Linked DNA regions of Anas platyrhynchos: region 1 is linked to region 2. A link is a contact called in public Hi-C data. All regions are on one chromosome and are shown on one strand. Each heading gives the region's core, a stretch centred on a gene start, on an enhancer-like site or on the middle of the called end of the contact. The rest is flanking DNA. Distances are from core to core; before and after follow the strand shown. Region 1 holds the start of RP2 (RP2 activator of ARL3 GTPase). Region 2 overlaps JADE3 (jade family PHD finger 3).

Region 1 (3,310 bases), core at 299-2,798, 62 kb after region 2:
TATTCCTTTACCTAAGACCCAGTGTCTCAGCACTGCCCTCCTGCTCCCATGTGCACACTTAAAATCCCAACGGCTGCTGCAAGCAGAGAGCAGGAGAAGCGGGCTGGGACATCCCGTAGCTGTTCTTGGGCTGCACTGTACCAAATTAAGCAGATAATTTGACGGCTTCCACAGTTCAGCAGAACAGCCCGAAATCAGATTCTTCCCGTTTCTCAGAGTCCTTTCTACAAAGAGGAAGTTGTTGTATACACAATGCATTACATGCTTTTTCCCACCCCAGAGCTAGCTTTTTCATGCTGTAATAGCCCAGTCTGTTAACTCGCACCTACTTCCAGCACATTAACAGTCACCTCCCTTGCCAGGAGGTTGGTTGTTCTCCAAATCAAGTGTTTCTAAGTCCCGATTTTCCTCCTGTTACAGTTTGAGAACTTAGTGCCACGTAAGCAGAGGAGGTAAAAGAAATCTCATATGAGCTGAGCTTTATCCGACCAAGTTGCTCTACGGTTAAATGACACTGTGCTCAGTGCTCAGCTAGCAATACCCTTTTGCACAGGGATTCATTCTGCTCTCCCTGTAAGCGCAGTCCAACAGCAACAAGCCCGGCACAGATCAACCTCCTTTATCCTCCAGGAGCTGATTCCGCTGGGGCACGCTCCTGTGTGCATCTCCACCACAGCTTGTCTTAATCTACTTGGAAGGCTTAAGGGACACCCCGGAGCACCTAGCCAGGTTACAAAAACAAGCAAGCAAGCAAGCTGAGCATTCAAATAAGCTCACATGTTTTCTTTCCTATACTTGTAAAACATGGCCTAAAGGTCTGGGGATTCTGCCTGCTCAAAACCACACAAATTAAGTTTAAGTTCTGCCCCGTTTTCTCCTTCCCCGTGCAGAGGCGACCAGAGGAGGAGGAGGATTATGAGGGCAGGGCATTTCGGAAGCCAAACCTGGGACGAAGCGTGCTGAATGCGGGACTTGGGCGCTGAGGCTCCGAGGGGTCAGGAGCTGCCTTCACCCAGCCCTCCACAGCGGGCTGCCGGGACGCTTCGACAGCCCCGGCAGCATTTAAAAACCAAACAGCGCTAAAATAAAATAAATAAATAAAAGAGGAAACAACCCCAAGCCCCTCAGGAAGAAGGCACCCGGCTGCCAGCCGCACCGCACGGCCAGTTTCACCCTCCAACAGGTGCTGGCAGGCGAGATACGCCCTGAGGGGACCCTGAGGGGATCCTGAGGGGACCCTGAGGGGATCCTGAGGCGGGACCGGCACCCTCCGAGCCGCGCCCCGCGGCCCCGCACCTTGGCCCGCTGCTCCCAGCTGTACTGCGGCGCCTTCTCCTCTCCGGCCGCCGGCTCCCCGTCAGCTCCGGCCGCCTGCTGCTGCTGCTGCTGCTGCTGCCCGCCCTGCGCCGCCTTCCTGCGCTTGGAGAAGCAGCAGCCCATGGCCGCCGCTGAGGGCAACCGCTAACGGCAACCGGTAACGGCCGCCGCGCGCTCCAACCGCCCCGGCGCGCGCCCGCGGCCGCGGAGTGGGCGGGGCGGGGAGGGGAAGGGAGGGGAGGGGGGGGGGGAGCATCGGGAGCGCGCGCGCCAGCGCAGCGCCGTGCCCGCGCCCCGCCCCGCCCCGCTTCCGGGTGCCCCCGCGCGCGTGCCCGCGGCCCCTCAGGGGCTGGCGGGGGGCGGCGCTGCCCCTGCCCCTGGTGACAGATCTGGGGAGCGTCTTGTTTAAGGGCAGGTTTTAGTCCTGCTGGGCATGGAGAAGACCTCGAAATGTCGTCTGTAAGACGCGAAAGTCAAGAAGAGAAAAAAATAAAGGACTTCACGGCTGCTACTTCCTCAAAGCTCAGCTCGGGTTTTCTGTCAGCAAGGGTCACAAATCCTCTGCTTGAGGTGCAGCTCATCCAGGCAAAGCTTTGAAAGCCTTCCTAGTTCAGATTAGATTCACCTACACTCATTTGAAACTGTGACTTACGGGAGAGAGAAATTACACGCGGCAGGGGCAATTCTTCATGTATTCGGCAGAAAGGAGGAGAAGGGGATTTACCGCTGGGCTCATCCCCTCAGACTGTGTTTTGATGCACGGTGATGACAGAGCTGTTCCCAGAAAGCATCCCGTGCCTCCAGCTGCTTACCGGAATCCCCCACCACCTATGCACAAATGTTTGCACAGACATGTGGTAAACTGTGTTGGGTAACTGATGGATGTGAGAAGCAACCATTTTAATTAGACATCTGTGCGTTTGTGTCTAAACAGACCCTCTTTTTTTTTTCTTTTTTTTTCCACAGAAGCAGATGACGTATACTGAGTAATCTCACACAGAAATCATCGCATACTCTGGGATCACATCACACTGGCCCTTTTTCGTTTCTCCTTGCAGGTTCCCTAATGCCAGGGGCTCTCGCCAGACTGAGCACCAACCAACAGAAGTTGGTCCGGGACTTGAGACCAAGATGAACAAATAATATGGCTAATTTTGCAATGTATTATGATCTATTTTTGCATTGTTACTGCTGATTTGGGACTGATTTTTGTAGCTGTCCTCAGCAGCAAGCCTGGTAGGTGTGGTACACAGCTTTAACACTGGGGTTAGTTAAGTAGGAACAATGGACCCGTGTGGCTGTGTCCCAGGTCACCGTGAACTGATATACTACGACGAGGAAAAGCACAAATAACAAAACAGAACAGTTCATTTTTGCTAACTTGTTTGTTCAGAAATAACCTTTCTGATATTCCCAACCCAAGTTTTTTTTTTTTTTTTTAAAACTGAAAATCTAAGTAGACCCCAAAAGCCATAAATTAAATACTGTTGGCCAAATGAATGAAAGAATCATGTGTAAGTAAGGCCATCATTTAATATATCCTACACAGTCAAAGTATGCATCCTAATATTAGGACGGCATAATGTATGACACAGAGAACACATTAATCTGAATTTTGCTGCAAGCTGTTTCTGTGGCAGAAACTCTGCAGCTGAGAGGGGTCACAGTCTGCTTCAGGGCTGCTCATGTTTTGACTGCACTTTCTCAAACAGAGCAAAATGAAGTTTTCGTCTGTAAAGCATATTCTTGTTTAGCAGTTGCAGTTTCACAGCTGTTACACAAGAGCTGAGATCCTAGATCCTTTTTTGTGATAAGAAGCCAGCCGCCACAACCTGGGAGTTGCCCAACCAACACGCCAGAGGAGCCTGTGCTCCAGCTGAGCACCTCGCTGAGGCAGGCAAGGCTCTTCAGTGTAATGCTACGTGCAGATGCAATGTAACGACAACAAAGTTTATGGAGAGTGCCTTGTGTGGTTTCTGGCTAATAGGGCAGC
Region 2 (3,356 bases), core at 490-2,989:
CATGTAGTATGTTTGTGTTTTGTTTTGTTTGTTCGTTTTTAAAAAAAGTGAATGTATTCAGGCAAATTATACACCTAACTAAGAGCGCACACATTTATCAGGAGCTAAGAGAGGTAACGAAGCTGCAGTCACGCAGCGAACGCTATCTTACATCAGTAAGCCCTTCCAGCAGGTCACTCGGGTACCGCAACGACACCAAGGAGTGCTTGCTCAGTGTGTCGGCGGGGGAAACGGCCAACAAAGGGATTAATCTCTCTCTCCCAGCCTTTGCAGGTTCTGCAGACTCAGAATAAAGCCCAGGACTAAGCCATATAGATATATTAAAATCATGAAAATGTGAAAAAGCAAAGGAGGGAACAAGGAGGAGGAAGAAGAGAAGAAAGAGGATAGTAGGGACCATGATACAGAAGGATGAGTTGGAAATTCGGCTTTACCTCTGGAATCCAGAGGGCACAGCTCACGTGCGCCCACTTGGTCCCTGTCCTGGTGGCTTTCATGGCACCTCCTCGTTTGGGACACAGGAGGCACTGGGGGTGTATCCCCAGCACGCAGGTGCGGCACAGCCAGCTCCCTTCAGGGACTTTTAGGATTCCGTAGCACGCCTTGGGAGAAAACAGGGATCGAGATCATTGCACTAATAGGATTTCACATCCAAACATTGATTTTCATACAGCACAAAGCTTTCAGATCCTAAAGGCACAGTTTGGCCTTTGCTTAATCCTTCTCCAATTTCGTTACCTTAAAAGGAGTCAGGTGATCAAAGAGATTTACAGCCTATAAAACAAATGCTTTCTACGCCTGCTTCTTTTTAAAGTATGTGTCTTGGTATTGTTTGTTCACAGCACAGAACAGCCATTGTGACTGAACAAACACTGCCATTAAGAACCTTCATCTTTGCATTTAGCAATTAACTATTTTTTTTTAATAAACTTTTTAAGTTTCTGAAGAAAAAAAGGAGACATCTCTTTAAATTAGCTTCAGCATTTATGTAGACCTTCCTAAAAATCACCATTTCCTATCGCTAACAACTTTACAGTAACATAAATATGTTTAGATGTGAAGCAGTGAGCTGGTTTTTGAAGATTTTTCTGAAGATTTTTGCATACAGTATTAAATTATCTTTGTGGTTACAGTTCTGACATTCTATCATTTGACTTTATATATATACATTCAAACTAGAGTTACAGTACATACTGAAATGATGAGATGCTCTTTTTTAGGCCTATTTCCCTGAATATTGCGTTTGACCCCTTGAAAATTGAGGGATTTCTTACCTTTTCCTAAATTTGAGGATTAAAAAGAAATAAGAAATGCACTTTGCTTTCTAATTCAGATTCATAGCTCTCCTTCATGGCAAACTACACCTGTACCCTATTGAATACAGGCACATCTTAAAGCTGAGTGTATCCGACACCACTCACAGCAAGAAGCCTTACCAACAGGGCTGCTTTCTAAGGAAATCACACCATTCCCAACACCCTATCTGGGAACAGTCAGACTGAAAGCCTTGCCAGCTGTAACCAGCCTTTTAGATTCAAATCCAGTATAAAATCCCCGTGCTTGCTTCCCCTTCTGGTACTGACCATGAAGCAGTATCACCAAACACTGCGCATTCCCCTCACGCCTAGAGAGAGGGGGACTTTCCTGAGTGAAATCCTGCATTACAGAACCACCAGGACAGACTAACCTGAACGCTATTTTCATGTCTGACTGTTGTAAAAACCCAACAGGGGGAGCTGTAATCTCAATTTTACAAGTGATTTATTTTTTTCCTGTTCTGAGGCACGTTCCCACCAACACTCTTTCTATTACTGATGCAGAAGTGGCATTATACCAAAAGATCACATTTAGGAGGCTGGAGACGGACGTAAACCGTTCCCTAATTTAATCCAGCTAATGAGTGGAGGCGGCCTAGGCTACCAAACCAGTAACTTGGCAATCTGGCTGAGCTGGCATGAGAGGGCACTGTGAAGGAGGAAATCTCTCGCACTCCTCCTCCCCGCCTCCAAGCGGCGTGATGACGAACAGACCTGAGGCTGCTTGGTGAAGCAGGGCCCATCCAGATTAAAAATCGAAGTGATAACTCTTTCTGGTTGCTGCCAGGCTTTCTTAACAAGTTAACAAGTCAATCAAGGAGGGAAAAACCCCAGCTCTTAAATAAGCTGTCTTTGAATTCTTTACATATAGGCAGGCAGCGCTCTCCACCCTATTTATTTTCAAAAGGAGGGTTAATAAAGGGCTTTATGGTCACAGAGAAAGCGCTTGCAAGTCCTGAGGACGCTTCACACTCCTGCTGGGTGACAGAGGTCCACACACAGACTGTGCTCGGCCACTTACCTGCTGTAACTCCCAGACTACAGAATTTGGGCTTGGTATTGCACCACCCTCCTTACCCAGCAAATGGCAAAGCCCTCCATGTTTAATACCAGCTCAAATTCCACGCTTGCCAAGGTAAACAAAGACCAGAGGACAGTGTCAACGCCTCCGCAGGCACCGACCTGATGGACGCAGATGTTACACTTGTCACAAAACACCATATCATTCCCATCTTCGCTGTCAGGGGACCGGCACACATCACAGATGACATCTTCATCGTACTCTATGCCCAGCCCTTCTTCAGTCTCAATCGCATGATTCATGTTCTCGTGGCAGTGCCGCTCCAGCACTTCAATCGTCTTTTCCATCGTGTTTTCATCCAGGGGCCCGCACCCTGCAGTGCAGAACGGGGAGGGGGGAATTGGGAGACAGTCAGGTGCTTTTGACCTGGTCTGAGATGGGGACATAAAGCACAACTTCCAGCAACTACCACAGCATACACGACTTAAATTTAAAAAGCCTTTTATCATTCACTGGCTAATTTTAGCAGGGTTTTATAAATACAAACAGAACGACTATTGAAGTAAAAGTCTGGGTTGTGCATAAGACAAAAAACATCACTCCAACTGCTGGACAAGGAGATGGCTGATCATTTTGATTTCTTGTTGCACCTGATAAACAGGGAGATGGAAAAGATAAATGACTGCTAAAACAGAGTGCCTTCTGGTACTAAACTGTTCTCTCCAGTGCCAGAATGTTTCTTCCACTCCCTGAACGTAAAGGATTACGGTATCATTCAGGTGGGAATTGGCCTTGGAGGGATCCAGCCCAGCTCCCTGCTCAGAGCAGGGCCAGCACTGAATCCAGATTAGGCTGCTCACAAACACACCCAGTCAGACCTTGAAAATCTCCAGGGATGGTGATTTCAGACCCAGAAAAGCCATGATCACTCTTGTGCTTCTTGAGGAGAGTGTCCTTAAAGCCCTGCTAGCTCTCTCCAGCAACTTCACCCTTCAGAGTTGCCTCACTCCCCACCTAGC

What was found. Hi-C and Micro-C count contacts between places; a contact is called where the count stands out from the background.
Region 1: a Hi-C map of skeletal muscle shows a contact between it and region 2, with 2.3 times the contacts expected there. The contact joins the promoter of RP2 here to the enhancer-like site in region 2. A contact is called at or near these places in 3 of 8 Hi-C or Micro-C datasets (liver, skeletal muscle and subcutaneous adipose tissue).

The regions. Positions count from the first base shown.
Region 1 is chr1:137,496,475-137,499,784 of IASCAAS_PekinDuck_T2T, forward strand. It overlaps RP2 (RP2 activator of ARL3 GTPase), which reads right to left and starts at 1,549. Exons shown (of 5, transcript XM_027446962.3): 1 at 1,297-1,549. The coding sequence starts at 1,440.
Region 2 is chr1:137,433,847-137,437,202 of IASCAAS_PekinDuck_T2T, forward strand. It overlaps JADE3 (jade family PHD finger 3), which reads right to left. Exons shown (of 11, transcript XM_038173166.2): 6 at 2,499-2,710; 7 at 435-602. Among named protein-coding and RNA genes, the nearest start is that of JADE3, 40 kb to the right of the region's middle. Within about 2 kb of position 1,740, at least 4 of the 8 cell types and tissues checked have an H3K27ac peak or open chromatin away from gene starts, as enhancers often do. A contact at or near this core is called in subcutaneous adipose tissue, where this site is marked.